5 separate regions of the Mus musculus genome follow, and all the other regions are linked to region 1. Evidence: chromatin contacts called from public Hi-C, HiChIP or PLAC-seq and promoter capture Hi-C data. All regions are on one chromosome and are shown on one strand. Each heading gives the region's core, a stretch centred on a gene start, on an enhancer-like site or on the middle of the called end of the contact. The rest is flanking DNA. Distances are from core to core; before and after follow the strand shown. Region 1 holds the start of Rassf8 (Ras association (RalGDS/AF-6) domain family (N-terminal) member 8). Region 2 overlaps Gm38475 (a long non-coding RNA gene). Region 3 overlaps Gm38475 (a long non-coding RNA gene). Region 4 overlaps Gm38475 (a long non-coding RNA gene). Region 5 holds the start of Tuba3b (tubulin, alpha 3B).

Region 1 (6,183 bases), core at 2,748-5,247:
GGGTGGCACCACTCTCTTGGCAGGTGGTCCTGTACTGTATCAGAAAGCCTGTAAATGAGCCAGCAAGCAGCATTCCTCTATGGTGCCTGCGTTCAATTTCACACTAAAGTTCCTCCCTTGACTTCCCTCAGTGATAGACTGTGACTTGGAAGTGTAAGTCAAATAAGCCCATTTCTCCCCTATGTTCCTTTTGGTCAGAGTAGTTTATCATATCAACAGAGAAGTAATGTGTGGACAAGTGACTTCCTAGAACCCTGTCTTACAGGTTGGTGTTTTCTGGTGGGCTAATTTGGGAAATGCTGTTTAGGCTTGTACCATGTAAACTTGGCAAAATGACTCCACTAGCCACAGTTCCCAGGGCTTTCTCAAGAGAGATGAACATTCTCTAAGAACTGGGTATAAGTCTCCTGCTCCAGCCTTTAGAAGGAAGATAGGAACCATACCCTGTTAAGATTTCTAAGCTTCAGGACCGTAAGATTATACATTCTTCTTGTTTTAAGCCATCAAGTTTGTGACTGTTTCCTATAGTAGCAATAGGAAACTGTCCACAGAGATGGAGGCAGGGCCATTGTTTCAGACTACCAGCCAACAAAAGCTGGAGAGACTGGAGAACTCACTCAGGTAAAGCCAGAACCCTGACTTTGACACAGGAAAGAACTTCAGGACAAGCTAATATAAAGCAGAAATGGAATTTTTTTATTAAAACATATTTTGACATAGATTTTAGACAGGAAGGGGGTGGTCAACAGAGGGGCATCCAGGAAAACAGTGAGGCACACTTGGGACAGCATGGGTGTGGACAGATCAAAGGAGATTTGTAATTCATTGTCTGTACAATAGGATATTGTACAAATCTCTGAAGTTTTCATTGGCAAAGGGCTGCTAAGAAATTTAAAGGAGATGGCAATGAGGTTCCTAAGGTGACCCTGACAGGCTTACATTTAGCCACACACTGGATGTCAGGAATGTAGAAAGTTGAGCTATCTTATGATTGCTGTGAATAAAAGTTGGTAGTTTTGCTCATGAGAGTCCCCAAAAAAGTCTGGGAGAAAAGTGAGGGCCTGTCCAAGGTCATACGGATCCATGCCTGAAGCCTGATTTATTGGCATTTTAACATTTTTACTTGAAAGTGTTGTTGTGTAAGATAAATATGGACCCTGTGTCAACAACATTCACAATATTAATTGTGTCAGAATTATTGATTTTCAGCTATTGTGAAGCTTTACAGACTGCAAACTCTGGGGCTCCTTTGTTAGCCGTGTCCCTTATCCTTCCTTCCTGCCTTCCTTCAGAATGACTGAGTACTTGAAAATGGATCTCCATGGGTAGCCCTCTCTTCTTCCCACTGTTCTTCTCCCTGTTGGCTGCTATTCCCTATCCGCAGTTGCCTATTTTCTGAAGTCTTCCTCTCAAGTTGTTTTCTACAATCAGACTATGTCACAGAGTTTCAAGTGTTCTCTCCGTCTGGCTGGGTGCCTTTCCAGGAATAGAATCAGAAACGGGAAGTATGGGAGGTCTATCAATCCTCCCAAAGGCATTTGGTGGCATCTCAGGAAATCCTAACAGGTACACAATCCTGGCTAAGAAAGCTTAAAGCAGTCTGTATTATACACAGGAGAGGAAAACTGGGGCTAAATGGGGCTGAGGCAGGGAATGGTTCTCTCTGTTTATCTGGAACTGGGAAAAAAATCTGACTTTGTAAGCTATCCCTAAGGCTGTGTTCTAGTGTGGGGATAAGATGCCTCACTGGGTACCTGGATCTTAGGAAAGACTTCTCTACATGGCTACTCATAATACACTAAATTCTATTTACTTCTGGTCACAGGAGCACGGTCGCAGTTAAGTTAACTTGTTAACTTGTTTATAGTTAAAAAAAATAAAAAGAATAGGTCAAGACTGGCAAATTCTGCAAAAGGCACAAACTGGGCATTAAGATTTTCCACTGGCTTTGGCAATCAGGCAGGCGGCTGATCCTGTTCAGTGGTTGAGTAGAGGACTGACAGGGGGAGGAGATGTTAGAGCTAGTCTACCTCAAGGCCAGAAAACCCCTTTGAGAAGATCCTATTAGGGTTACAGGAGGACTCCCCTGAAATCCTATTTCCTTGGATTGTGCCTTTGACTCCCAGAGAAAGCCTTTCACCAAATTCTTCAAATGTTGCTTCCTTGCATTTAAGTCTTAGCTAGCATTCTCTTTTTTGTTTCTACTTACTGGTGAAGGAGCTAGTGAGCTGGGGAGAAACTACAGGTTAAAACCGGAGGAAACAAATGTCTAAACAAGAAAGTCTCTCGAACAGAAGTGAGAAACTGGAAGTCCTTTTTCATATCCTTATTTTGATGATAAGAAGCAAGTGCCTAGGCAATAAAGGGAACATTTTACAACTGGAATGCATTCTAGCCTCTCTCCCACTGTATGCCACACCATCTCTTTCCAAATTAATAACTACTACTGAGCTTCGGGCATGTGTGAGCATTTCTAGCCCAAAGACTGAATTTTGTCCACTTCAGGCACTGCATGACAGAAAAATAGTGAAACAACATATGAATTTGCACTTCCAGGTCAATGTTCCGATGTCCTTTGCTGATTAAAAGCTATTTTTAAAGGTGTGTGGGTGCATTTTTTGAATCTGAGCCCAGTTCTTTCTAAACTTTTGTTACTCACCTCTGATTCATTTGCCTTTTTTCCCCTCGTTGTCTGTTGCCTCTATCATGGCCTGCTGCTCAGGGAGGTGGGGGTGCTGTTGCTGAATCACAGCTACTCAGGAAAAGCAATCCAAACTATGCCTTGGAGAATGCTCGACTTAGACTTCTTTCTCTTTTTTGACAGTCCCATTCTGTAGCCCAGGATGCCCTGGAACCAAAGAATGTAGCCCAGGCTGTTCTTGAATTTCTGGCAAAATTCCTGCCTCTCTCTCTCTCTCTCTCTCTCTCTCTCTCTCTCTCTCTCTCTCTGTGTGTGTGTGTGTGTGTAATAATATATGATTCACTCTTTGAGGTCTGATACTGCTTGTTGCTAGGGTAACATATACTGACCTCGAACTTGTGACAATCCTCTTTCCAGTGATCCCAACTCTTTTAAAACCTTTGTTACATTCGATTCATTCACTTCATTTTTTTTTTTTTTTAATCTCTCCTCACTTGCAACGGTCATCACTGGTTGCTGCGGTGGACATCAATTCACAGTTATTCTACAGGAAAAGCCATTCAAACCAGTCCTTGGAAAGGCTGGGCCGTTTCTCCCTTCTTTCCTGTCAGCAGACGCAGAGCGGTCAGCTGCAAGGTCTCACTGGCCTGGCGACCCCAAGCCTGCGAGCGACTGGAGGAAATGTTTAACCTCAGCCAGGCTCCGGCCCACCGGCCTCAGCGCCTCCCACAAAGCCGCACCGCGCTGTCCCGAACCTTGTCTGCAGGCGGGGCCGCCGCTGTAACCCGAGCTGGTGAGGGGTATAACACTGCTCCTCTCTCCAGCGCCGCGACCAGAAAAGGGGCGGAGCCTCTGGCTCTTGGCCCTCCTCCCTGGCCCTCGGCCCGCCCCCCTCTCAGCCCTGCATCCAGCTCTCTCCAGCTCTGCACCCTGCTCTCCCTTGCCCACCTGCAATCACGGCCCTCGGCCCCGCCTCCTCGGCCCTCCGCCCCTCCCTCCCTGGCCCTTGGCTCCGCCTCCTAGGCCTCCGCTCCGCCCTCCCGGGCCGTTCGCCCTGCCTCTTTGGCCCTCCGCCCCTCCCTCCCTGGCCCTTGGCCCCGCCTCCTCGGCCTCCGCCCCACCCGCCCAGGCCCTCCGCCCCGCCTCCTCGGCCCCCCACCACACTTCCCAGACCTCGTCCTCCCTGCCCCGGCGCGGCCTCCCCGGCTGGCTCGCTCTCGCGGCGGCCCTCATCCCGCCCCTGTGCGGGGCTCCGCGGCCCTATCGGTCCCGCCCTCCTTCCTCCGCCCTTCCTCCTCTGCGCCGCTGCGCACCGCCCTCCCTGCCGGGCCAGGCCGGCGTGCGCCCTCCCCGCGCGTCTCTCTGCCGGCTCAGCCCTCCGCGCGCCGCCCTGCGGCCCGGCCTCCTCAGCCCCGGCCCGCCGCTCGCCCTCCGCCGCCGCCGGCCGCGGCCGTCTCAGCCGCCGCCTCAGCCTGGGCGGGCCGGGCCTCCGCCGAGGGCCGTGCACCGGGACTACGAGGACGGGCTGCGAGCGCAGTAAGTACAACTTTCCCGGCCCGCGCCCCCCGCGGCGCCGCTGTCACCCTCGCGCCCTCACCTCGCCTCCCGAAAGTTGGCCCTGCCCGGGGTCGCCTCCTTCCCGGTGTCCTTGGCGAGCGACTTTAGAGGCCACTTTTGTGGGCGAGGGGAATGCGCGGTCGGCCCTCTCCCTCTCCAGATGGAAATCGGATGCTCGCCTGGAGGGAGAGCTTCCCCTCTGGAAAAGGAAAAGTGGCGGTTGGAAGGCTTCTGCATTTTGTCTGAACCGTAGCCGCCCTGCCTCCCCGGTGGCCAGCCCCTCCGGGGAAGCGAGTCGCCCAGAGGCGGCTTGCAAAGTTGGCTGCGTCCTGCACCCTGGAAACTTGCAGAGGGCAATCATAGGAGGCTCAACTTTAAGGGTCGGGGGCTTGGCGTGCGAGGCCGCTGCGGCCCGGTGGTGGGCGGCGGAGACCAGCTAGGGGCTGGGTTGCTCATTTCAGCATCGCCGAGCTGCCCGGGGTTGCGGAACCACTACTTTCCCAGCATCGAACAGCATCAAGGGCTCAAGCCCTTGGATCCTAGGTAGGGTTTAATCGCAGTCAGTTCTGGTCCTAATCTTTGGAGGCACAGAAGGAAATATGCAGGACACGTTTCCTAGCCTACTCCAGCTTGTCAGGTCAGCTCTGCCAACACATCAAAGCCTTGCGTTAAGGAGAAAAAAAAAAAAAATCCCTCCAACCCGCTGACAGCAGGGACGAACACTTAGATACCTAACTGTAGATTGGTGCTCAGCCATTTTTCATGAGACACGTTTTGTCCCAGGGAAGTATATTAAATATGTGGTGATCTCTGCGTTTCTGCCCAGTTTTGGGATGTGTATGTGTGTGTGTGTGTGTGTGTGTATGTGTATGTGTGTGGGGGTGTAGGTAGTTTTTCTTTCTTCTTTAAAAGTCTTTAATCTGTGGTTGCCAGGGGTTGTGATCGTACCTTGGAGGCACAGAAAACCGGCACCTTTCCTGTTTTGTTTTTTAAACCCAAAAACCTGTTCTTTGCTGGAGGCAATCGGGAATGTCAGCCCACTGCAGGGTGGGGGTGGGGGTGGGGTGCTGATAAACCCAGGAATCAGGGCTCCGGACAACTGCGCTAGCAGTTTGGGAAGTGGTTTGTGCTTTATCCTCTAGTGGTCATGTTAATGGTTCTTGTGATCGTATATATTTCCATGGGGAGCTACCCCTAAACCTCAAAAGTACACACGGCCAATACTCCATTTAAGAAGACTGGACACGCTTTGATGATTCTTCTACTGGAGGATCAGATTCAACACAGTGTAATTTGCAGTGTAGGTAATTAAATCTTTTCTAAAAATCCTCCCAATCAGTCACCCCTCCCTTGAAGAGTCTCAAGATGGTACTTTCCGTACCGGGCTCAATTGGCCATAATGGACTGAGATCTTTGCCATCAAGCCCTGTTTCTGGGCTACAGGAGCTTTGGGGGACAGCAGAGAGCCCCTAGAGGGAGCCAAGTCACGGGGCTGACTGTGCAGATAGGAAAGGTTTTCAGTTAGTGTCAGTGTCCTGGAGAGACTCAGTTCCGAAGGTGCCCATGCCATTCCTGGGGTCACACTACCTGAATTCTGCATTTTTTTTTTTTTTAGAGCTGTTTGGAAATTGTAGATTTAGCATCATACAGGGTTGTTGTGTTGCTTTTCTTTGCATTTTTGTCTTTAGAGTTTTAAAGCTTATGACTTTTAAAATCCTAATCCTCCGTGCTCACTTTTATAGCCTTTGTATTTGGTGGCATATGTTAGTGCTTGACCTGAGTGCCTTGCTTTCTGAGAAATGGTTAATTTCTTAAGAAAAGGTTTCCTGTTTCTTATTGGACTTTCTGTTGTTTCATAGAATTTGGGAGTAAAACTATTGTTTACTGCAGGGTATCATTGCTCTTTTTGTTGGAGTTAATTTTGGCAGTCCGGCTTTGTCCATTTATAAAATGTTGAAGTCCCAGAAAAATTTGCAAGTGTTCAA
Region 2 (6,183 bases), core at 2,443-4,942, 230 kb before region 1:
TTGTGACCACCAGGAAGGTGCACTGTCTCAAACAGTCATGACTTAGGAGTGTAACCCTGTTCACGTTCAAGTGACACCATCCTCTCTGGCAAGGCCCACAGAGGGCTTTTTTTTTTCCAGCTCAGTTGCTCTCAGCTTAGAGAGCCTCCATTACCTGGAGAGCTCCTCACTCCCAGACTGCCTGGCAGGATCTCCGTGTGAGGGAGGGGAGGGAGGGTCCATGCTGAATTTGAAGTGTGATTATAGACAAGAGTAGCCAAACCAACAGAAACACAAAGATCTACACATCCATATATGCCTGCAATCTCAGCACCCAGAAGCTTAAGGCAGATTGCTGGTTCAAGGTCAGCCAGGGCTGCATAGCCAGACCCTGCTCTGATGAACTGAAATCAATGAATTCATTTGTTAGAAGGAATTGCCTTGTGTGGTAATGGAGTCTGAGAAGATCCAAGTTCCACAGACGCAGGAAAGCTGAAGAATCGATCCAGTTCAGTCAGCCCCCTCATGCTGAGAACTAAGACAGCTAATGGTATAAGTCCTGGGCTGCAGGCTGGAGGACCAGACCCAGGAAGAGCTCTTTGTCCCTAACTGAGCCTCAAAGCAGCACAGGAATGATGCCCCAACTCTGAGTTGACTGAGGCTTGTTGTCCCTGTCAATTCTTCATCTGACTGAAGGAACCCCACTGTAGGGAGGGGAGAACTCAATTAGTCTGTGGGTTCAAATGTTAGCCTGATACTGAGATACCCACAGAGTATACACTGAATAGCATGTCTGGGAACCCCAAGGTTTAGCCAAGTGCATCATGGACCAGGCCATCATTGAAGGACACTGCTGGGGATGTGCAGAGTCTGAGCTCTAAGAACATGTGCTATACACACCCTGGAGCCAAAGGGAAAGATGCCACTTACTTTATCTCTGTCACAGAACCTGTGGGTTAGCACATAGGAAGTAGCAAGGGCATTGGATGGGTGAGTGAAGCCGCTGACGGTGGCACAGCAGAGGGAGGCAGGAAGGGACGGTGGGTCTCTTGTATAGAGACCCGAGGATATAGCAGGTGGCTCTTATGCCACTGGACCTCACCATACCATGCTTGAGGGGTTAGCCTAGACTAACAGCCACTGAACCCCACTGTCCTCAGCGTGAGGGGCTACTTAGACTAATGGCTCCAGATTTCTGAAACCACTTGTACTTTCAAGAGAAAGTCCTGTAAGAGGGCTTCAAACAATACAGACAAGAACTGATAACTTGCTGAAGCCTATCATTTGCCAAATGCTGGGCTATTGGACAGTAAAGTATCCTGCCCCTGGGAACAGCTCTGTTAGTCCCAGCTTGCAAAGGGAGAAGCTAAGGTCACTATGCCTGAGACGTAGTTGAGTGGATTTCCAATCACTCCCTGGCACCCTGAACTTTTGTTCTTATAGCATGTGACAAGCATGTGAGCTTTCAGGTTAAGTCACATTATCACAGACAGCTCCAAAGTGCTCATAGTGGAGTGAGGCCAGGTAAGAACAAGTTACCACCGACAACCCCAAGGTGCTCATAGTGGAGTGAGGTCTGCCCTTTAAAAAAAAAATACACAGAGCAAACTGAACAAAGAGTATTGTTCCAAGTGTCACTGGAGCGTGGAGCTGTGGTCCTCCCTATAGTGACTTTAACAAGGACTTCTTTTGGTATCAGACTCTTGAGGGTCCAAATCCCACTGTCACATTTAAGAGCTGTGATAATGTGCCAAGTTAAGTAATCTCTGTGCCTCAGTTTCTCCATTCATAATACTTACCCTGTAAGAGTGTTTAGAACCAGCTGGCATGGTGGCGCACGCCTTTAGTCCCAGCACTCAAGAGGCAGAGGCAGGCGGATTTCTGAGTTTGAGGCCAGCCTGGTCTACAAAGTGAGTTCCAGGACAGCCAGGGCTACACAGAGAAACCCTGTCTCGAAAAACCAAAAAAAAAAAAAAAAAAGAAGAAGAAGAGTGTTTAGAACCTTACAGGCCTACATTTTTATAGGATTAAATGATCCACTTGTGTGAAGTATTAACATACAAAGCTCTCCTCAGAAAGCCATTCATTCCTGGGTGTCCTACCTTATCCCCACCCCCCTTACTACTCTTGAGCAGAGAAAGGGGTGGCATTGGTGGGTTAGTTCTGGAAGGAGCCAATACAAAGTTACCCTTGAGGAATTACCTTCATTAGGAGAAAGGACATCAATGCCACGACATTGATATGGGCAGGATGTATCTGAGACAAGACAGATGGGACTTTACATGGAAAGAAAGGCCTCCCCTTAAAGGCTGAGGAGGAACATGTATGCCACACCCCGCTCCTCAAGGCTCGGGGATCACTGAGGGATGGAGGGTAGAAAGGTGTAAGAGCCAGAGATGGTATGTGGGGACAGGGGAACATTATCTTCTGGACACAGCAAAACAGCTACCCTTAATCAACTCACAGTGGAACAAAGCCTGCGCAAGCAAGCCAGAGCAAAGGCCGGGCGTGGAGAGGGGGGGCTGGGCCAGAATGAAGAGGCAGAGCTGGGTGCACAACCCTACCTCTAGATGTGAAGCTACCTGCAGTTGTTAGCTGCTCAGAGAGGGCGAGGCAGGTTGCTCAGTGGAAGACCACACACCCAAGAATATCTCTGGAGCAAAAAATTGATCTTGATGCTTTTAAAAAACAAAACAGGCCAGGCGTGGTGGCACATGCCTTTAATCCCAGCACTCAGGAGGAGGAGGCGGGCAGATTTCTGAGTTCGAGGACAGCCTGGTCTACAACGCGAGTTCCAGGACAGCCAGGGCTATACAGAGAAACCCTGTCTTGCAAAACCAAAAAGAAAAACCAAAAAAACAAAACAAAACAAAAAAGCAAAAGGGACAGAGTCAGGTGTGAAGGGGTGGGGGATGGGAGGCTCTGGGGGAGGGAAGGGTGCATCTTATGAAATGTTTAATAAAGCAAAGGCAGGAGGCCTGAGGAGCACCTCCCCATGGCAAACGCCTTTGATTCAGCACTGGGAAAGCAAAAACCTGTGAGTTTAAGGCCAGCCTGTCTATACAGTAAGTTCTAGTTCGGTCAGAGCCATACAGTGAGGCATGGTCAAAAAGTAAAAAATAAAAATAAAAGGTAATAGCTTGAAGTAATAGAGGGAAGAGCGTGCTAACGCAGACAGGATGGTGGGGGAAATCTGGGGAACTTCCAGAGAAATCCCCGAAGGAAAATACCTGACTTTTACACCCTCCTGCGTGCTTCAGTCTGGGACAGCCCACATGACAGGGAATAAGGAGGAGTCAGGCACTGAGTAGCATCATAAATCAGGAACTGTAAGACCACAGCATCAACAGCTGGCTCACAGCTGTTCCAGAAGACGGGAGGAAGGGTGCTCCAGCATCTTAAAGGGCCCCGACCTAGCAACCATCATAATTATACCCCTGGCACCAAGCTTAATGCCTGACACGTGCAAGGTAATCTTCATACATGTGTTAGATGGATCATTACAGGGACCCTCTTTCTGGAGACGGCAGTAATTATCCACGTGGCAGCTAAAGTTTCCCACAAAGAGGCCTCCTGTAACTTACACTCATCCTTCTGGAAGCTTCTGCTGTTACTCAAGGCAGCTTCAGAAACTGATTTCTACCTGGTGTATGGCAATGTTTTCCTCACTAATGGTGCTATTTTAGACTCTGCTCCCGTAGCCATGGCAACCAGAGCAAAACACCCAGTGGTACCAGGTCTGTAGCAATGACAACAGAGCCACTCATATCCCCAGTGATGGGAGAAAGCAGGTCAGGAGGTCAGGAGGTCAGGAGACCCTCAGCTAAAGTTCCAGGTGTTGCCTCCACCAACAGCAAGGGATCATGGCAAATGCTACACACACACAGGAAGTGGGAGGTTAATGGAAAGCGGGCTCCGTGATGCAGCATTCAGGAGGTCTGTCTCCATGTCAGTGGGATTGTGCAGTGGGGCAGCTATGTGGGGGTCACTCACACCTCAACCGTGGTTTGTAACAGCAAGCCTGGTCACCAAACTAGGCTCTGGTGGAACTGAAGTTTAACTCTGCCATTATTCGATCTTCCCAGCTACCCATAATGTATGCTTGCTGCTGGTCCAATGCAGTAACGGCCTGGACGTGCTACAGAAGCACACAGCAAGAATGTGCAGCAAAATTTTGATATTCTTTAATGCCTGGGAGGGTTCAGATATCTTGCAACTGAAGATGATTAACATCCAAAAGAAAATGACCACACAGGACTTTGCAAATGGCCACTAAGTAGACGCCCTCTGTGAGCACTGTGCAAGAAGACCTCTTGTTTTTATCATCAGGCCGACTTAGTAAAAAGTCACTTGGAAATTTAAAACTTCATCTTTTCTTTAAAAAGTGGGACAACGCCAAAGAATCCATAAGTGGGCATACACAAGTGAGAGTTGTGTTTGGTTCTGACGTTTAAAACTCTAGCTGAGCTCTTTAGCGGAACTACTGCATATGCAACAATGTTGCAATGTCCTGAGCTGCTGCAGCCTCAGCCCATCAGTGCCTGCGCTGGGCCTGCTCATTACTATTCATGAGGACAGCAAGTCTCCGGACCCTCAGGCTGGATGGTGCTCTGCTCGGCTCCAGCTCCTTCCGGGCTGCGGGTTCCTTTGCCATTTCTGATGTTCTAATGCCTCTCAGCTCCCGCCTTTGTGGATTTGGGATGATTGGTTATCTATAACATTTATAACCCACGGCTTTGATGTTGGACAGATGCTTCATGTCAACAGTCTTCGATTCTAGAAAATTCTCTTTCTCCCTTAGGATGTAAGACCATTTTTTTTCTCTCTGCTGACTGCTTGCTTTGATATAATAAAGCAGTTTCAGTTCCTTGAGTTTTCCTTGAGGGTGAATAAAGCTTTGTAAAGAATTCTCATTGTAGGTTGAGCCTCAGTAGAACACCTTCATTTACTGAATCAACATGCGGTGGTCTAAAAATTCACATCTGAAAACTCACAGTTGTTTATGCCACATGGCAAGACCAGAACACACTCGTTACTGCAGCGACTTCAGTATGATGTGTTCAAGGCTGAAACTCTGCCAAGTCATCACAGCTTCTGCCCTCTCACCTGAACGAGGTGAGATGGGTCTCACTGATCTTCCTTGACGATTTCATTATATTATCTTGTCAGTATGACAATGGCAAACACGAAGCTCCAGGCTGCTGCACAAAGCTCTGTGACATTGCCTAGAGTCATGCTGTCCCATGAAAGCCGCCGGAGGTATGTGCTACTTAAATTCCAGTTCATTACACTGAAAATGCAGGTCCTCGATTACACTGCCCACGTTCCGAGTGTCGGCAGCTATGAAGCACAGAATCCCTTTATATGACATGTGTGCCCGACACTGCAGCTCTACAGTCTAAGAGTTCGGAGGTATTGTTCAAGAAAGCTGCTCTGATGCCCCAGAACAGCGAGGTGCCTGGGTATTAAGACATTAGAAAATTCCTGGTGCTAAAATTAGGAAAACTGGGAACAAGGCTGGGGCACACTCTTACAGATAAAATATTGATTATGTCAACACTTGCTGTCCCATCATACAATGCACAGTATAGGCACAAATCATTATTAATATCAGTATGCCTGTGACTATGCTGTTATTTCTTGGCAACAATATCTAGATCAACTAAAACCCAGTCTATGAGGGATTTTCCTTAATTAAATCACTCGAAGCAGGAAGACCCACCTTTAATCTGGATCTTTTGAGGTGGGGAGACCCACTTATAATCTGGGCCATGTTTCTGCTGGCAGCCTATCTAAGGACATGGCAGAAGGAAGCTTGCTCTCTGCCTGCCTGCCAGTCCACTTCCTTCACTGGTATGATAGTCGACTTCTTTAGGATTCCAGCATCTTCTGAAGACCAGCCGAGCCACCCAGACTCATGGACTAACATCTAGTGCATTCCTGGACCTTCTGTTGGTGGACAGCCGTTGCTGGAGGAGCTGGACCACAGCCTGTGAACAAACCATCCTAACAAATACCCAAATATCCACCACACACACACACACACACACACACACACACACACTTTCCTCCCATTATGCTCTCCTAGAGAATCCTGACTAACATAGTGCCCAGTGGCCAGTCAAGTGACTTTCATGCAAGATAATCTGTATCTTTATGTACGTGTGGAATGGCTTGAGGCAGGTCACAGGTTATTCTGCCAGG
Region 3 (6,183 bases), core at 1,651-4,150, 180 kb before region 1:
CTCTCCCTCAGCATGTATATGTACTGAATAAATTTCTCAAGAAGACAGGAAGACTGAACAGATTACTGCTGTGAAGGCCACCGTGGCTCAGTCTCTGCTGCTTACTTCTAATGTTCTTTTGGTTGCTGACTGTGGATGATTAAGGAGTGCTAACTTACCTCTGGCTCCCAACACGTCAGCAGCTGACTGTACAGTGATGTTTCTAACCCTGACCCTGTCTTCTGTATACACAGTTCTGAAATTCAGGGCAGAGGGTCTATCAACGACAGAGGGTCTGTCATTCGGTTTGACAGGGCAGAGGGTCTATCAATGTCTGTCATTTGGTTTGATTTTTCTTTAAGGACTGGCTTCACCACGGATGTCTGGAGAGCTAAAAGTGGCGACCTGGACATCAGTGACACAGAGTGAAAATGGTAAAGCAGTCGTTGAGCACTCTGGGCACATGAATGATGGCTGCGTAGAGACTTCTACAAATCAAGACCCACAGATTTGCTTCCAGTAGGCTGTGAGGATGCCAGAGTAGCTGAGATACAGGAGCTGAACATCTATATTGCATGTAACTAAACTGCATAGTTAATATATAAATAGCAAGCAGTGCAGGATAAGATGGTGCGAATGAAAACACTCACCCAGTTAAAACTAGCTGCAACAGGCCCACCTCTCATATGTTCAGACAAGGAACATGTATCAGAGCCCAATTCCAAAACAAGTTCAATGCCCAGCCCAGAACAATTATCTGAAGTGGAAACTTAGGGTTCTTGGAAAGTCAGTTGTGTTGGATGGTGTTTTCCTGGGGCAAACACGTGAAGGAGTGTTTTCCTGAAGGAGACACAGGTGAAAGACTAAGACAGACTCCTGAAAGTAAGTTTCACTGAAGCAGACACAGGTGAAAGGATGCTCTGCTGAAGCAAGCACGTGCAAGGACACGTGAAGAATTCTTCGCTAACACCACCCGTGCATTGGTCCACCTTACACTGTGTGATTGGGCTCCATATGTTGGACTCTATAGAATAGAGAATTGCACCAAGAAACTTCTGGTGGTGTGCCTAGGCTTCTTGCTGCTTCTGCCGACTTGGGCTGATTGGCAGAGTGGTATCAGCTGAAGCAGACACACGTGCCAAGGCAAGAAAGACACAGTGAGACAAGACCCATGGAGGACATGTGATGTTTGGAGGGGGTATAAATAGAACTCTATGGACAGTGACAGAGGCTGAGCTTGGCTTGCTTGTATAGCTGACCGCTTCTTGGTCTTGAGTCTTTGCTGATCCTTACTTTGCTGGGAGAGGCACAGCCGAGAACTTTCCCTGGCATTCCTGTTGGCCTGGTCCCTCCTACTGACTGGTGCTGAGGCTGAGGCCCGGCTGTTTCTGCTAGGTAGTGCCATAGCTGCTGATCATGTTTGCTATCCCAGCTCTATTGAACTGGACTACTGGTGCGTCTGTGAAGTGCTTACAAGAGGGTTGAGCTGCCCAGACAACACAGAAGGGAGTTGCTCTAAAGAACCATTTCTAAACAGGTCCACTTCCCTCCATATCCTTTCTTTTCCATTACCTCTGGTGGGTGGTGGGCTAGAAGGGAGGTTAAAGCATTTAAGAACCATCATTAAAAATAGGCTTTGAAAAATTTAAAGTTACAACTGTCCTCCTTTGTACTTCTCTCCCTCATTTTATCACAACCAAGACAAGTGCTGTGTGACCTGCCCTGGGGTCAGATAGTGAGGGCAATGATGAACCAAAGGAACAATCACACCCAGGTCTGCCCTGGTGAAGCAGTCAACTTCTCTGGATTACTTACAAGAGCATGAGTCACTCAATGGCAGCTGTGGCACTGGAGAGCCCCACAGATCAGAATACGTGACAACTCATAGAAAGTGTATCTCTGGAGCTCCCTGCCCAGCCTGCAGGCAGCTCCGCCGAAGAGTCTCCTCAGCGGGGCTGGTGAGGCTTCTGAGTTTCTTGTTGCTTTTATGAGCCTAGTATGTTGTATCCCTTCCCTTCAGGATGGCATGTTTCAATGGGGGAGGAAACAGCAACAATGCAACAAGTCAGACTGGCTCAGCTGACACCTGTACGCCAGTGTGCCATTGACAAAGGCATGGTATTGCTAAAGGACTTTACCACTGACAGATGAGATGAGTAGCTAGGCAGGTGTTCTATAACATGAGAGAAATGTTTGTACTGAAGGCTGTGGGATCCCACAGAAGATGAGTTACGGGAGTAAGAGGATACTTTCTTAGCTCAAGTAATATAATTGAAGGCAGCCATATTATCTATGCCCATCACTGATAGTGGGCAACCTGGGGGGGGGGAGCTGTTAGCTCAGGCTTTGCTTTTATCTACAACCACCCTCCCGCCAACCCTTACTTCCCATGATATAGAACTGCCTATATTCTGACTGACCTGTAGAAAGACACTCCAAGAACTAGCCAAGAATCTTACGTAGGATCTACCGTCGGCTACAGGAATACTTCCCGTCCAGACTGGGGCAGCCCCAGCTGGGACTCAACCCTCCCGAAACTCTGGAAACAAGGTGCTAGGTTTGGTCATTTCACTCTTTTTGTTTTGCTCATTTCTTTATATCTCTCTCTCTCTCTCTCCTCTTCCTCCTCCTCCTCTTCCTCCTCTTCTCCTTCCTCCTCCTCCTCCTCCTTCCTTCCATCCTTTCTTTGTATTTTTGGTTTTTGCTTTATTTTGCTTTGTCTGGCTATGAAACAAGGTCATATTATTATACAGCCCAGGCTGGCTTCAAACTCAAAGTGATCCTTCTGTGTCCAGAGGGCTGGCATTATAGTTAGGTACCACAATGAGAGCTCTGCCTGACAAGTAAGTGGGTACACATGCGTGGAGTTGTCTGGTTACAGAAACAAAACGTGGTTGTGATTAACATTACTGGGCCGCTTACTCACAAGGCTATCACGTTACAAGTCTTACTCATGAGGCTCAGCAATATTCCCTGAGCCATCCTGTGTAAGGCACTGGAGGCAGGCATGGTGGCACTAAGGCATGATCCCTCTTGGAGGGGAAGGTGGCTGTGTACAAGTCAGAGACAGACACTGAGCTGCAGCCCCTGGGCTTTGGCTCATCTCTGGCAGGTACCACACTTGGAAGAGTGCTGGGCTCTAGGAAGCCCAGCAAAGGTCATTACTATGGAGTTTGAAAGGCTTCCAATACACAAGGAACTTGGACTATTTTTAAATGCAGCTCAAAGCTAAGCTAAATCAGAATCAAGTTATAACCACATTGATTCAAACTTCATGGTTAAGGTTCTGGATTGTAATTAAATTAGGATCCAACCACTCTAGGATGATTACAAAACTTGTCAGCTCTTAGATCCTTTGAAAGTGAAATATGGGCTGTTTATAATAAGAGCAAAATAATGGTGTAAGTGAGGACTGTCCTGGACACACAGGATTCCTACTGAGGGAAGGGCTTGAGAGATAGTTAAATAAGGCTTAAAGATGTTACTATGTTTAATCAAGACAATTCATGATCTGATCTATATTTAAATTATATATAAATATATATTAATATATATATTATATATATTATATTATACATGTACATATAATATATAATTGGTACATTCATCATGAAAAGTAGTACAGATTATCTTTTTAAAATTGGACTATAATTTCCAGTAAAGGAAATGAAGTCAGGCTAGCAAGGAGGTGCCTGTAGCTCACATGAATTGCAGTGCAATTCACAAGTGAGCGCATATAAAAAGAACAATGTATTCTGTGATGGCTGGATGAATAAAGCCAATGAGATATGATTCAGCCATGGGGAATATGGGAATGTGCCATTTATGACCAGATGGGTAAACCAGGAGGACATTGTGCTAAGTGAAATAAGGCAGATGACAGACAACATGGGAGCCTAGCCAAACGGGGCATCTTTAAGGAATTACTCACAAGCAGATGGGGTGAGCGCTAGCAAGTCTTCTGAGGTGTAACTCTGGGGTCAGATATGAACATGGTCAACAGAGTCGAAGATATTAGATTGATAACTTGAAATTTGCTATGAGGTCACATCCAATGTCTTTACCACAAAACGCACATACCTTGTCAGGTAAGGATGGAGATCAATAATGAGTGTGCTTGACACCTCAGCTTGATGTACACCCACTCAATCATGAGACCAATCACTCTGGCCTCTGTGTACAGACAGGATTGTATGGGCCACAGGAAAAGGCAGGAGACGTTTAGAAAACATTGCAAGGACTGAAGTGACGTGTAATACCCGTTCACACTCAAGAGGAGAAAGGGAAATAGAGAAGGATCCAGTCCATAGACAAGGGGGCGGGGCCTCTAGACAAGGGGGCGGGGCCGCAGGACTAACCAACCTCTGAGAGTGCAGGAAGAGCTGCTATGCACAAGAAGTTGCTGTTCACTGATAGAACAATAAGAACCAGTGTCTTTGGATTTCGTAAAGGTGTGCGCCACCACTGCCCGGCTACTCTTAAGACCCGGTAAGGGTCAATCGTATGCTCCGAACAGCCCTATGCAGAAGGCATTGCTATCTCAAATATAAGCAAGCAGGCTACAGGCCAGGGAGTGAAGTCGCCAGGGTTCAACCAGGGAGCTGCAGAACAAGGCTTTTATTACTTCAATTGTGGTAACTCCAGAGTCCACCTCTTCATGCTGAGCCATGCTGTTTTGAATCTGTTTGACTTTGACTCTAACTCAGGGCCCCAGTTCCACATCTGTCCACCATCAGTGAATGATGTTGGAAACAGGACATGAATAGGCTGAACCAGCACTCCCACGGTTGGAACACATGCTGTGATGCTGAGGAAGAATCACTGGTGTCGAGGGTCACACATGCATCCTAAATGAGCACTAGCTTCTGTATGCTGCATTCTGCACTTTGTGAAAGAACAGGAGCCTGCCTCTGTTTGGCATCATGGCCACTCCTGGAAGCTGTGTAACTGGGAGGAGTCTGGTGTAAGCTCCTGGCTTCAAGTTCTTTCTTACCTCCTGTTGCCAGGGTGACTTCTCTGAGTTATTTAACCTCTTTGTCTGTCTCACCCTCAGAGAAGGGGATACGGTGACACTGCTCTGAAGGCTGGCAAGCAGCTCTCTAAACTCAAATCACTTTCCTTCTAGCCACAAAGTTCAACGGTACCCTCCAGCCCCGCCCCCAACCTGGGATAAGAGCACCTGGCCCACATGCACCTCTCAGACAGCACTACACCTTCTTCTTCCCCTTCTGAGAATCAGTACAGAGGATCCAGTGAGGACTCAAAGGCCCTGGGGTCAGCAGAGCCACAGATGTCAGCAGTCTGGAGGCGGAAGGCCTCCTTCTGAGTAAGGTGGTCCACTCATATCTGCCTGAGCCACTGGCGAACGTCCTCAGTGATGTGAATCTCTGCCTTCAGTGCTTATCTTCACTGTCCCCTTGACTGGGCGTGGACTTCCCGTGGGCTGGCTGTGTCCATGCCAGTGTTTCACAGAGAAGATAAACTGGAGAAGGCAAAATCTACCCTGAATGTGGGTGATGACGGGACTGGGATCCCAAATCAAGCGAGAACAGAGCCCTCCTCCCCTGGGTTTTCTGCTGTGCTGTGATGTCAGGGGACCCAGCCAATGTTCCCACTGCTGTGAGCTCTGTCAAATCTTCCCCACCGTGACGAACTGCACCCCTGGGAACTGGGCCAGATTAGATTCTGTCTCCTACAAGTTGTTTCTGTCAGGCATACGGTCACAGCAACAGAAAAAATAACCATCACTTTATTGGTATAAATAGAGGGTTATTACACAACCTATCAAAGACTATCCTGATAAATATGCTTTAAGAACATGGAGGCAAAACTATCTCCACACTTCTCTTTGCTACAACTAGAGAATAATATGAACTCATCTTAAAGTACCACTTTCCAGGTAAGGTATCTTATTGTGATTAACAGCATCATCTATTCAAATACAATAACCCAGCTTCCAACAGGTTGTGTAACAGGAGCACTATCCAACAGAGCACAGTGCCAGGGCCCACAGGAGCACAAGAGGCTGTTGCTGTCATCTTGGGCTACCTCTGCCTGGAACCGTCTGTCCATCTAGAAACAGAAGGCTTGCTCAGCCATCCTGAATGCTGGAGGCTCCGGTCAAGGCCCTCTGCTCATGAGATGGTGTCCTGCTCCCTCCTCTTCAGGGACAAGACACTGGGTACTGGCTTAAAAGAACGAAAA
Region 4 (6,183 bases), core at 2,623-5,122, 150 kb before region 1:
TGGCTGCTGCGTGTTCTCCATGGTGCCTGCTACTGGTAGTAAACGCTGAAAGTTTAATTTTTATTGTCTATCTCTAGTCCAAACTCAAGTGATATTTTAAAACAATGAGCCTTTATACAACAAGTAATGAAATAATTAATCTTTCTGAAAAAGCTAGATATGCCAAACATGTCCTGACCAAGGGTATTGTTCAAAAGCTGCTAAGCATCTTGGGTTCCCCGTATGGGTGCTGTTGGATGAGCAAGCACTGGGTCATGTGGCAGTCTTCACATGTGAGTCAGAATTAATCTGTGGATTTTAGCTGAAACATCTGATATTGATTTGAAAGATACGAATGTACTCACATCTGGGAAAAGAAGGGCATTTTAAAGGAGAGAGAGTTCAAATAACTTCCCCAGCTATAAGAAACTCAGGTAAAATTTACAGTTATAGTATTTCAAGTTAGGAAGTCTGGATGATGCCCACATGAAAACAGGAGGGCAGAGTTCCTGAACCAAGATACAAATTTGTTGTAACTTATTCCAGAAAGTTCTCAATTGGTTTTGCACTTTGGTTCTGAAAGACTGGGTCTCCATGTAGTTCAGACTGTGCTCAAACTCACTATGTAACGAAGGATGGCCTCAATGGTCCCTAAGACACTCACTGTCTCTATCTTCAATGTCATGAACTCTCCACAACTCCTTAATGGAGGTCCAATGTCATCTATGAATGAAATTCATTTACTCAAAGGTTGTATTTTAGTTACAGAAAATGGCAGTATTTATGACCAATTTATTTTCCTTTTTAAATTTATAAACATCAAGGAATTCCAGTTAGTGTAGAAAGTATTCCTTCCTCAGAGTAGTAGGATCAGAGCTGTGACGTCCCCAAGGTGGTGGGAGCCATCTCTGTTGACACTCAGACAAGCCGGCACCTCTATTCTCTGTTCCACAAGCTTATATCCCTCACTAAATATCTAGACTCGCCCCAAACTTTCCCTTTTCCTGGATATTACTATAAAGATCTTCCTCAAAAAATATTTTTTCTATATTTTTCCATCTATAAATCACCAAACTTCATTTAGTTATGAATTCTTTCATCCAAAAACTACTTGTTGGCACCTGTACAGAAGATTAAAGCTCATGGCAGGAGTTCTAAATGTTATACACATATAGAGTCATGAGCGTATAGACAGGGCCCGCAAGGTGGCTCAGCGGGTACAGGCCACCAAGCTTGATGTGTTGTCATCCCCAGAACCCACTGGCAGGAGAGAGCTGACTCCAATACTTGATTTTCTGACCTCCATACATGCGCCATGGGCATGTGCACAAATAAATAGGGGTAATTGAACAATTAAAATCATCCCTTTAATGTAAAGGGATAAAAAATATTTAAAGTGCTTCACAAAATTTACAAGATAGCCTTTCTTCTACATTTCTGGTCATAACTGCTTTTCTATTAGATGGAATGCACATGGCAGCCCTGACCTCTGAACTCTGAGGGAGTGTGACGATCCAGCCTGTCACTCGAGAAAGCTCCTCTCCTCCCTGTGTTCATATGAAAGGCATGGCATTCAGAGCAAGCCATGAGTTCTTAGTGAAAATGAAATCTGCTTTGCATTAATTGTTTCACAATGTCCAGTAAAATGGTATGCATGGAGTTATATAATTATAACCATGTGATTATTTGTATTTAAACCCTAAAATTAACTCCATTACAATCTTTTCAATTTTATTTCCTCACAAAGTACAGATGACTATCATTAAATAACTTCATTCATGGCATGATTTCTTAGCTCTGAGGATAAATAAGGCTATGTGGCCAAGGCCACAAGAACTCAAGTTTGTCTGGGACCTTAATCACCATGCTTTCCCAAAGAAGAGGGCCTGGGAAGGGAGAGGGGCCATGCTGTCCATGAGAGTGATCCACCACCAACAGAATGCAGTTCTCCATCTCTGCTTCAATCACTGACCACAGGAAGCTCCTCAGTAAATTACAGCCATTTGGAGTCATTTTTCTGATCACATTACCACAAGAGGATTTTTTTTTCTTTTAGCTCATCATTTCAGAAACACTCCTTAGAAATGGCAGCACTGATAAAAGCATGGTGCTAGGTCTTAGCAGTGAGGATTTCGCTCTGTAAGTGCAAAGTCAAAACTGTGGACAGAGTCAGGCGTTGCCGTCCACATACATACATTCTGCACCAGTTAGTTGTTGTCAACTTGACACAAACCTAAATATATCTAGGAAGAAGGAATCTCAACTGAGGAACTGTCTCCATCAGACTGTCCTGTGAGCATGTCTATGGGACATTTTCTTGATTAATGGTTGATGTGGGTGGTCCCATCCCATGGCAAATGGTCCTGGGTTGTATAAGGAAGGAGGTTGAGCAAGCCACCGGGAACGAACCAGTAGGCAGCACTGTCCCGTGACGGTTCCTGAGTCTGCTCCTGCTTGCGCTCCTGCCTGACCTCCCTCAGTGATAGACTGTGGTCAGGACCTGGAAGTCAAGTAAACCCTTTCCTCCCCCAGGCTGCTTTGGCTGCGGTGTTTATCCCAGCAACAGAAGCAAACGAAGGCACCTGCAATCCCAGTGCTTGGAAGGTAGAAGCAGGACGGTCAGGAGTTCAAAGCCAGCCTCAGCTACGTAGCAAATTGGAGGCCTACCTGGGCAGAAAGAGACTCTGTCTCAAACAAACAAACCAATGAAGAGGAAGGTGGCAGCCTAAATTGTGAGGCTGAGCTGGGAACCAGCTCCTTGGCAGGCAGGCAGGAAGACCCATCTGTGTTTCAGAAAAACAAGCATTTTATATGCAAAATGCAAGCAATAAATCACATAGACTGAGGGAAGGACACCATTTGGCACACACTCCATCCCAGACCTAACACGGAGTCTCCATAACTCAGTTCTAATACAACACCCTGCGAGGACCCCTGTAAGAGCCACCTCTGAGATAGGCACAGCAAGGAGGAGGAAGAGCCCTGGAGACCTTCCATCCTGAGAGAAAACCAGACTGACAGGAGGAAGGAGAGAGCTACCTTTTGTTGTTTAAGGTTCCAGGGAAATGACTGATTACAAGACATCTCAGTCTGTTGGACTAGGGTGGACACTGGGTCCGCTTTGAAGCACAACTGGCCCCATCCTGAGAGCTCTTTCACCTCTGCAGGCTGTTGGTCAGGGTCACGGTGTAGGTTAGGGGATGTTTTGTTTTTCTAGATGAGGAATGAAGCTGTAGTGCCCACCTCCCCAGAAAATTAGGAAAAACATAAATGAAAAAGCCAACGGAATATGGAAACGTCCCAGCATGCCTTTCTCTGAAGTTAATCTTCTAGCTTTACAGACCAAATCAATTCTACCCCTGTTGATCTGGGAGACTGCTCCAGTAGATCAAAGGACCTAATCCCCTTTTTTCCCTAGGAAAACACATTGTTTCAATCTGTTCTTCTCTCTGGCTTTGGTTGTAAGACTTCCCCTAACTGGCAACAGTAGTTGTATTTGTGTGAGTGACCCAACCAGATTACATGTTTGCTTTGTGGGTTTCAACATGATATGCAGATAATGACTGCTGTGCACTAACCCTTAAAATGGTCTATTTCTTAGAAGAGGTTGGCTAAAATTCATAAAACATATACCTAACATCATGTAATTTCTCAGGCATTTAACCCTACAGTTATGTATGAAGAATTGTTTTGCCAGGAAAAAGTTAGCCTTACATTCTCTAAATGACCCTCATGCCTTTGCGGTAGTGTCCCCTAGATTAGTGTTTCCTGGAAAGAAAAGAGATGGGTCGATCTCTTCAGGAATGCTTTCCTCCCAGTCATTAGGATTGATAGAATTGAAAGATGGAATTCGGTAGGGAACTGTGTGGCAGAGTTCCCTATCTCTGGGAGAGGCTCACTAAGCCCAAACTGTGGGCGCGGTCTGCCCTCTGTCCCTCATGCACTGCCAGCCAGCTGGGGCCACTCCAGGAGTGAGTGGTCTGTCAGCCCCAGGTTTGCTGAGAAAGCTCAGGACTGAGGTATGGGCCCCCAGGGAGGAGCATCACTGGACTCTACAAGGCGTAACTTCTTACTTCCCATTTTACGGCTGTATTTGCTGCTGGCAAGCTGATTAGAAAACCCTCCTCCACAAGCAGTCCTTACCAACACTGCAGGCCACTGGTCTCCTGGAATTGTCCTAGCTAGACTCTCTCTAGACAGACACTCTATCTAGAATCTCTCTAATGGCTTCTTAACAATTCTAGGACCTGGTCTTAGCAGTCCTCGCTGTAACACACACTGCTCTGCAAGTGCCAAAGGCCTGTGCGCTCCCTAAGGAGACTACGTCTGCCGGTGTCTGTGATCCCAGGTTTTATTTCCACTGTCAGTCAGCCCACATTTACTGAACTGTAGGCTCCCGCCTGCTGAGGGCCAGCCCCTTCCCCTCCCGTACGCTTTTCAAAAATGACTCCGCAGATCTGTTTGTAAAAGAGTTTCTAAACTAGCAGACACATGATGCTCCTCACAGCAAGACCTGCATTAAAGGCAGTGGGCTGAGTCTTTCCCTAGATGCTTTCTGTTGCAGTGACAAACACCATATCCAAAAGCAAGATGGGGAAGAAATTTCAGCTCACAAATTACAGCCCATTATGGAGGGAAGCCAAGGCAGGAGCTTGGAGCAGAAGCCATGGATAAACACTTCTTATTGACTTGCTCCATCTGGCTCCTGCTCAGCCTACTTTCTTTTTTTTTTTTTTTTTTTTTTTTTTTTTTTTTTTTTTTTTTTTACAGAAAATCATTATTTAATGATAGGATAGCTGTGGTTGCACAAATGTATAATCTCAGAGTTTAAATAAAAATAAAGCAGGAAAACCAGGAATTCATGGTTAACCTTGGCTAGAGGAAAGGAGAAACTGTCTCAAAACATAACAAGAATAGCAACAAACAAAAACAATAGCAAACAAAACACACTTCACATAAAATAGATCATTGAACTTTTAGAGTTGGTCATTTAGTAGCAGTGGACCTATTTTTTTTCCAAAGAAGACATTCTTGCCCACTTGTCAATGAGACCTTTTGAATATATTCTTTCTTTATGTTTCCTTATCAGTTCCTTATTTTTAACGTTTTATTTGCTCACATGCTGCATATCTGTTGGTTTATATATGCTGGAGCCTATTCAGAATGAGGGATTCCAAACCTGACAAGAGAAATATTAGCAGCACAAGGGCCACACAGCTGTGATTCTCACCCATTCAGCCTACTTTCTTATACAACCCAGGACCATCTACTTGGGGAAGACACTGCCCACAGTGGTCTGGGCCTTCCCATATCCATCAACAACCAGGACCATCCCCACAGGCCAGCCTGATCTGGAAAAATCATTGCGTTGTTGGAACAAGCCTTTTTTAGGTGGCTCTAGGTTGTGTCGAGTCAACAAAACGGACTAGGATACTTCTTGCCATATCATTCCTTCAGTTATAATGACCCGGTGGGCAAAGGACTTGAGGGCCTGAGTTCAAATCTCTAGCACTCACCCATGTAACAAGTTAGGCATAATAGCATGAACCTATAATTCCAGCACTAAAGAGACAGAAATAAGAGGATTCCTGGAGCTTTCCCACAAGCCAGTTGGGCTGATCAATAAGTTCTAGGGTGGTGAGAAACCCTGTTTCAAAGAATAGGGTGGGGAGCTATAGAGGAAGTGACCTAACAATGACCATACACACACACATACACACACACACACACACACACACAGAGGCATCTGTGGTTTGTAAGATGCAGGACCCAGGGAGGGTAATGGCACAGAGTGAAGTGGCTCTGACCTGCAGGCTGGTATGGAGGCACAGGTTCAGGCCTCCCAGGGCAGCCACGAGCCCAGTGGACTTGCAAGGTCCAGTATGTAGTAGAATACTCTGACACACCTCACATGGAGAGCAGCCAACCATGGACGCAGACAGACTCCGATTTAAATCCTGCCCTAACACTTAATCTTCAGAACAACCTTGGGCAGGCTATTTTGCAGGCCCCTGACTTCCTGAGATAAAATTAATCACCTAGAGTGAAGCTTTGGTTTAGACGGGCTGTCTGTGTGGAGTCGTAAAAGCGGAAGCTTCGTAAATCCCAGTCCTTCATTAACTCCTCCACCAGGACCACCATGACAGGAGTCGCTCTGAATCCTGTCTTCTTGGTGTGCAAATGAGGATAACAATTGCACCATGT
Region 5 (6,183 bases), core at 2,630-5,129, 130 kb before region 1:
GATGTTAATATGCATTATGCATCAAAACAGTAAGTAGCAGAGTATGTGGACATTCTGGTGAAAGACCAAGAATTCCAAACTAAGCTGTTTATGGCAGGGGACACCTTTGATCCCAGGATTCTGGAGGTAGAGGCAGGCACATCTCTGTGATTTCAAGGCCAGCCTGGTCTATACAGTGTCAGGCTACTCGGGGCTGCATAGTAAGAGCCTGTACAACACTTAGGAATCAGGGCAGGAGGGACAGGCATTTGAGGCCAGCATGTGGTACATAGTGAGACTTTGCATCCAACCAGAAAACATACACATCAAAGACTTCCAAGGTGAGTGGGTGTTCCTCACGTGCCTGCTCCAAGGTGGGCACATACACCTCAGGGTCCTGCATGGTATCCAAATAAGAATGCCACCAGATGATCTGAAAAATGAGTCTGACTGAAACTGTGAGTTAACCCTGAACTCTTCAGCAAGTTGCCATCAGAACACCCTTCTCCTCCGCAGTCTCAGAATGCTTGCTTAGCCACTGATGGCTGTACCTTCCTGGTGTCAGACTAGTCTTCAAGTTGACTTGCTGAACTATACTGACAGGGGCCAGGCCTAATACAATCTTCAGCCGAAGGGGGAGAAAAACTCATTATGAAGCCATCTGCCCTGAGATCCTGTCCTGGTTTCTAAGCCAAAGAAATCAGAATAACTCTGAGGATTTAAATAGCACACCCAGTGTGGGCAAACTCTGTGGATACCTGGCTGACACGCTGGTGTGCTGTGCAGCAGCCAAGCCCTCAGATAGCTGCATCAGGTGTATTACCAAGTGGGTCCCTAGGCTGCTGCCTTCATCTCCACAGGTAGTAACCAAGCAGAAGGCTACCACTCAGGGCAATAGGAGTCTGCTGTTTTCGCTAATATCATCCCTTCTGTATACTTTGTTTTCAGCCTTACAGGAAGATATTTATGTAAAACAAAATTAAAAGATATCAGCAATGATGAAATTAATTGTATGGCCAATTTGAATCTCAATTGTGGTAGGGAGACTTTCCTGGGGGTAAAGCCTTTCTCTCCTAATTTCATCTAATCTTGTATTTCTGGTCCCTGTCCTTTCTCTCTGTGTTCTGTAGGACAGGCTCTCCTGTAGCCCAGACAAGTGTCAAGCTGTTAGGGAAGACCTCTGACTCCTGATCGGGTCCTGGGAATACAGGCATGGCCTCTTACACGGTGCTGCAGATGGAACCCAGGATCTTACGCAGGCTAGGCAAGCACTCTGTCAACTGAAACAGTTTAATCAGAATTTTATAAGCAAACAGTCCAAGGAGAGACCGGTTGGAGTAGGCTGTCCCAGGAGAGGGAGCAGGTCAATGCACTGTGTTGTGAATTTTAAAGAAAATTGTATGAATATGGATGAGGTGGGTGGCATTCTTATGGAGTAAGGTGACCTTATTTCCCTCTGAAATCACAGCGAACTTGATCTGCATTTTACAGAATTCCTTTACATGAGCCTCTAGGAAAGCCCACAGAGGGGGCATCAGATCCACAATGACACCAGGTCTTTTGGGGACACAGACCATCCAATATTACACAGGTATGGGAGAACACCTGGACACTATAGTTTCTGATATAGTGGGAACGGTTTGGCTTAACTAATATTCCATCAGGGAACATATCTACCACAGCAGTTTTTCTATTTATCAACTGTTCACTCATCCAGTATCAATCAGACCCAGATTTTATTCTTCATTCATATTTATAGGGTTATCGTTCAATCAAACTCTTTCCCAGGGCTCAGTGTGTCATTATAAGAAGTTGAACAAACACTCACCTCCCACTACTGTGAACCTGGATTGACATCCACAGGAGAGAAGCTGCCCAAAGGGGCTTTTCTGAGACCTGGGTGTGTAAATGAGATCACGGTCTGTGGAGGTGATGGGTTTCTCCTCCGTAGGAGGTCCAGGTGAACAGAGTTGAACACCACCACCAGCTCCATGAGGGGGGCTCATTCCGGGCTTCACACACAGCTGCGTGCTGCTTTCAGAGCAGGGTAGGAAAAGCACAGCCGCTGGCCTTCACACAACCCCCAACACCTGCATTTGCTCCCGATTCTCAAAGCTAGCGTTCCACCTCAGCTTCCCCGTCGAGGACCTTCCTCCTTGCTCTGCAGCCATTCATCTCCCTTTACTCATTTGTCCACCAAACACCGCTGTCAGCTTATGCTGACCTGAGCCGTGGTATCATGGCCAAGAGCAACTAACCAGAGGAAACGATTTGTTTGGTTTATATTTCCGGGTCAGTCAATTCCTGGGGGATGTCAGGGAGGAACCCAAGCAAGAACTTGAAGAAGCAGAGATCATAAAAGGAATGTTCCTCATTGGGCTTGCTCACGCTCTGCACAGCTAAATTTCCATAGACAGCCCAGCACCACCTGTCCAGAGATCAGTGCCACCCACAGCGGGTGCGGCCTTCTACATCAGTCACTAACCAAGACAATCCCCCACATGCTTGCTCACAGGCCTATCTGATTGATCTGGGACAAACTGACAGTTAACAGATAACCAAGACATGTGGGAACAGGGGTGCCTATGACCAGGAACATGGTTAAGATGGTAAAGTACTCACCTGCCATCCAAGATACATGGGGTTTGATTCCCAATACCGTATATACAGAGCTTAGTTACATAGGTTCATATCACCCGCACTTTGGAGGTAGAGGCTAGAGAATCAAAGTCTTAGGCTGTTCTGGACGGCACAAGTTCAAGGCAGGTTGGGATAGATCTGACTCAAGAAATAAATAATTTCTTTTTAATCTGAAGCTATGGCTTCTCCATCAGGCCAGACTGTACCCCCCAAGCTGTGCGCTAAAACAAACACTCTCTTCCATAAAAAAGAAAAAAATCAACAAGGTATGGTGGTACATCTCTGCAGTCCCAGCTACTCAGGAGGCCAGAGGAGTGACCACAATTTGAGCCTAGAAGTTCCCAACTTAATGGAATCACACACACTAAAAGAATAATTGTATTACCAGTAAGAAAACTAAATCTCAGCAAGGTGGTTTTAAAAATCTTGTTTGATCCTAGTTACATAAAAAAATCATAAATGTATACACACAGGGATGAAGGACAGCCAGTATTTCTCTCTAGCTTGTAAAATTTCCATTTTACTATTTGAAAGTTCAAATCCATTCTTGGTTACAGGGAGAGTCAAGTCCAGGGTGGGATACAGAAGTTTATGCCAATAAAATAAAATAAAATAAAATAAAATAAAATAAAATAAAATGGCACAACATGCTATATAGCCTTCAATTCAATTATGTGCATTTGGATATCCTGAGGAAGGAAGGTATGTCCACTGATCCCCACCAGGCACAGTGCATACCTATAGTCCCAGCACTGATGCAAGCTAAGACAAGAGTTCACCTTACATCATCCCGAGCCAGCCAGAGCTACATACCCCAACCCAGATGACTGTTCAGGAAGACTCTCAAACGGATGCTGGCTTCCCAGGATGTACATAACTGGTGCCCAGAAACTCGTGTCTTTGGAAGAAGGGCCATCTGCCTTTCTCTTAGGTCTGGCCAGAGATCTTCTCTGCACCAGGTAATACGAGGCGAGGTGAGACATGGCAGGATGGTGGGGGGAGTGCACAGCCGCAAAGCCCTCCCCAGGTCACGCATGCGCAGACCAGGGAAGCTTGAGCACCCCACTTGTCCTGCGCAAAGCCGGATGTCAGGGATGCGCAGACCTCCAGTCTCCCGATCCTAAGTTCTCTCCCCTCCAGCCACTCCAGAGCCTTCCCGCCAAATTTACATCCAATCAGAAAGTACCACCGCTTCAAATTGAGCCACATCCAATCGCAAAAAGGACGTGGCGCCTAAGCCTGCCCCCGAGACGCTCTGGACTAATGAGCATCCAGGGAGAAAGCGTTAAGTACCCGGAGCATCCAGCCTGGACCGTTGGGCGCACGAGCGGCGGTTGAGGAGCAGCTCTGAGGATCGGCTGAGGTGCTCTGCTAGGAGTTCAGCATGGTGAGAACAGCCCGAACCGGGGTGGGACCCACGGGAGGGAGAACGCCATCTCCTCAGAGTCTGGGGTCCTGTGAGGGTGAGCAAGCGAAGCGGCTGGGAGCCCGCTTCTCCTCTCCCAGGTCCCCGGCAGGGGGTGGGGTGGGATGGGGGTGTTAGGTCTCAGAGCCTGGCATCTCCTCATGGCCCAAACTCTCTCAAGAGGGAGATGCACCTTGGGGTGCAGAACCTGCCTGGAGTCCCAGCCCAACAGCACCTGACAAAAGAGGCACAAGAGTTCCAGCCTTAGCCTCGTCCGATTCCAGTCTCGAGAGTGCCGAGATGGGTTTTTGGAAAGGGAACTTTTGTGTTTTCTGATGCCAGTGCCCTTGACTGAGAAAACAATCAATCGCCTGGGTTCCAGAAGATTCTAGAAGCTACCAAGCTTTCTGGCCTAATGCTCACCATAGGAAAGTGAAAGTGAAAGTGACCGAGCCCAGACAGCTTCAGTTTGGAAATTTAAGAGTCTCTCACGGCCTTTGCTGGTCCCTAGCTTACTGTGCAGGGGGAAATCCTCCAGACTCTGATAGTCCTGCCCTCTGCCTTCTCTGTCAGAATCACAGATGTTGGCCACCAAACTTCCCAAAGAAGTTTTTGTATTTTGTGCCTGCAGCTCCTTGTCATGTTAGGTGGTTTATAAGTGGAATCATTTGTGCCCTTTAGAAGGTATATGAGCTATGGTGTGGCATGCCACAGTCCCAAACACTATGCAGGCAGAGGTAGGGAACTTGGATGCCCAAGACTAATCTGAGGTAGTGAATTTGAGACCAGCACAGGCTACAAGACCTTAAGGGGGAAAACATAAAACTGAGAACCTTTCTTAAGTTTTTGGTTTGTTTTAAAATGTGTAGGTGTGTCTTTGGGAAGTGTGTGTTCATGACTGCCATTTCCCAGAGAAGCCAGAGAGGGCAGTGACTATCCAGAGGCTGCAGTCATGGGCAGTCCCTGAAAGAGGAGAACTTAACAAACAAACCATCTCTCCTGCCCTAGGCAGGGAACTTTTTAAAATATCTATATTCACTCAAAAGGAACACATGCTAACAAATACCAAATGAGATCTAGGTCTAAACAGCCGGAATGTGTTTGTTTTTTTTGACAGGGTCTCATGGTAAACTCAAACTTGTCTCCCTGCCTTAGCCTCATAATTGAGCTAGTTCCTGTCTTGTATCACCACACCTGGCTTGATCATTATTTTTTCATTAAGAAATGTATTGAGAAGGCACTTCAGCCCCCATCCTTTTGTTCTTATGGTGAAATCCTTGCCGTGCATGGAATTTGGCAACATATTCTAACTTGATTTCTGTTGCTGGGATAAAAACACCAGAGCGACTTTTAGGAGGAAGGGGTTTATTTGACTTCCAGGCTATGTAGTCTGCCAGTGGAAACCCATGCAGGAATGAAGGCAAATTATCTCTGTGAGTTCAAGTCAGCCAGGGAAACATAGTGAGACCTTATCTTAAAACAAAAAAGAGAAAGAAAAGTGGCAGGAAACTAGAACGCAAGATTTTCTAGATGGGCAGATAAAAAACACAGTGACTACCCAGGCTAGGGCTGGGTACCCTGGGACCTATTCTGTCTTTTTTATTAGAGTATATCTTATCCTTTAGACAGGCCACTATTAAAACCACATAGATTATTTTCCAGAGAATTACTGTGACTGTCCATGATGAGCTAATTGTCGACATTGTATGGTGTGCAAGTCTTAAACTTTAATATTTTGAAAAGTGGCAAACATTTATACTCTGGGGTGAACTCCTACTGAAGAGTATGGTTAGCCTCATGTGATGGCTTACATTTCTAATTCTAGAACTTGAGAGGCTGGGGCAAGAGGATTATCACTAGAGAGTTCAGAGCGGAACAAGCTGCTCTCTCTCTCGTGTGTGTGTATGTGTTGAGATATGGTTGGACTTGAATGTACTTACTCTTTCCTTCTGAGAACTGGAATTCCATAATCCTGCACAACCATACCTAGTGGAAGTCAGTTTTAACAGAGATAAAAGGAGTGCCTGAGCATTCTTGGAAATAAAGTTTGAAAATAGACACCAAGGTACTACTCAAAATTGTATAGGTGTGTCATGCAGTTTCATGTTTCTGTTCTGGTTTCCAGCGTGAGTGTATCTCTATCCACGTGGGGCAGGCAG

What was found. Promoter capture Hi-C pulls out the DNA fragments that hold promoters and counts their contacts. Hi-C and Micro-C count contacts between places; a contact is called where the count stands out from the background. HiChIP or PLAC-seq counts read pairs in DNA pulled down with a chosen protein or histone mark.
Region 2: a promoter capture Hi-C map of second pharyngeal arch cranial neural crest shows a contact between it and region 1. The contact joins the enhancer-like site here to the promoter of Rassf8 in region 1. A contact is called at or near these places in 11 of 39 promoter capture datasets (the 3T3-L1 cell line, 3T3-L1-derived adipocytes, the C10 cell line and 6 more), 2 of 484 Hi-C or Micro-C datasets (cranial neural crest and embryonic fibroblasts), 3 of 115 datasets of contacts at active chromatin or transcription factors (cardiomyocytes, craniofacial prominence and embryonic limb bud) and 2 of 9 other capture datasets (adipose tissue and pancreatic islet).
Region 3: a contact with region 1 is called in a promoter capture Hi-C map of cancer-associated fibroblasts, with 5 times the contacts expected there. The contact joins the enhancer-like site here to the promoter of Rassf8 in region 1. A contact is called at or near these places in 8 of 39 promoter capture datasets (the 3T3-L1 cell line, 3T3-L1-derived adipocytes, the C10 cell line and 5 more), 1 of 484 Hi-C or Micro-C datasets (embryonic fibroblasts), 2 of 115 datasets of contacts at active chromatin or transcription factors (the NIH/3T3 cell line and embryonic fibroblasts) and 1 of 9 other capture datasets (pancreatic islet).
Region 4: a Hi-C map of the N1E-115 cell line shows a contact between it and region 1, with 3 times the contacts expected there. The contact joins the enhancer-like site here to the promoter of Rassf8 in region 1. A contact is called at or near these places in 9 of 39 promoter capture datasets (the 3T3-L1 cell line, 3T3-L1-derived adipocytes, cranial neural crest and 4 more), 6 of 484 Hi-C or Micro-C datasets (the G1E-ER4 cell line, the N1E-115 cell line, brown adipocytes and 3 more), 4 of 115 datasets of contacts at active chromatin or transcription factors (T-cell acute lymphoblastic leukemia, embryonic fibroblasts, embryonic forebrain and 1 more) and 1 of 9 other capture datasets (pancreatic islet).
Region 5: a contact with region 1 is called in an H3K4me3 HiChIP or PLAC-seq map of embryonic limb bud, with 4 times the contacts expected there. The contact joins the promoter of Tuba3b here to the promoter of Rassf8 in region 1. A contact is called at or near these places in 7 of 39 promoter capture datasets (the 3T3-L1 cell line, 3T3-L1-derived adipocytes, the SN4741 cell line and 3 more), 5 of 484 Hi-C or Micro-C datasets (the N1E-115 cell line, brown adipocytes, muscle stem cells and 1 more), 3 of 115 datasets of contacts at active chromatin or transcription factors (T-cell acute lymphoblastic leukemia, embryonic limb bud and neural progenitor cells) and 3 of 9 other capture datasets (adipose tissue, liver and pancreatic islet).

Annotation. Positions count from the first base shown.
Region 1 is chr6:145,742,790-145,748,972 of GRCm38.p6, forward strand. It overlaps Rassf8 (Ras association (RalGDS/AF-6) domain family (N-terminal) member 8), which reads left to right and starts at 3,998. Exons shown (of 5, transcript NM_027760.3): 1 at 3,998-4,177. It overlaps Gm15704 (a long non-coding RNA gene), which reads right to left and starts at 5,585. Exons shown (of 4, transcript XR_869590.3): 1 at 4,239-5,585; 2 at 3,031-3,245; 3 at 2,660-2,848.
Region 2 is chr6:145,512,674-145,518,856 of GRCm38.p6, forward strand. All of the region lies in intron 2 of Gm38475 (a long non-coding RNA gene), which reads right to left. Among named protein-coding and RNA genes, the nearest start is that of Gm15499, 73 kb to the left of the region's middle. Within about 2 kb of position 3,693, at least 50 of the 459 cell types and tissues checked have an H3K27ac peak or open chromatin away from gene starts, as enhancers often do. A contact at or near this core is called in embryonic limb bud and second pharyngeal arch cranial neural crest, where this site is marked.
Region 3 is chr6:145,562,006-145,568,188 of GRCm38.p6, forward strand. All of the region lies in intron 1 of Gm38475 (a long non-coding RNA gene), which reads right to left. Among named protein-coding and RNA genes, the nearest start is that of Gm38475, 49 kb to the right of the region's middle. Within about 2 kb of position 2,901, at least 36 of the 459 cell types and tissues checked have an H3K27ac peak or open chromatin away from gene starts, as enhancers often do. A contact at or near this core is called in the NIH/3T3 cell line, cancer-associated fibroblasts, embryonic fibroblasts and 1 more, where this site is marked.
Region 4 is chr6:145,588,304-145,594,486 of GRCm38.p6, forward strand. The region is part of intron 1 of Gm38475 (a long non-coding RNA gene); the gene reads right to left. Among named protein-coding and RNA genes, the nearest start is that of Gm38475, 23 kb to the right of the region's middle. Within about 2 kb of position 3,873, at least 29 of the 459 cell types and tissues checked have an H3K27ac peak or open chromatin away from gene starts, as enhancers often do. A contact at or near this core is called in the N1E-115 cell line, hippocampal neurons and liver, where this site is marked.
Region 5 is chr6:145,612,084-145,618,266 of GRCm38.p6, forward strand. It overlaps Tuba3b (tubulin, alpha 3B), which reads left to right and starts at 3,880. Exons shown (of 5, transcript NM_009449.3): 1 at 3,880-4,006; 2 at 6,150-6,183. The coding sequence starts at 4,004. It overlaps Gm38475 (a long non-coding RNA gene), which reads right to left and starts at 2,236. Exons shown (of 3, transcript XR_378153.2): 1 at 1,808-2,236.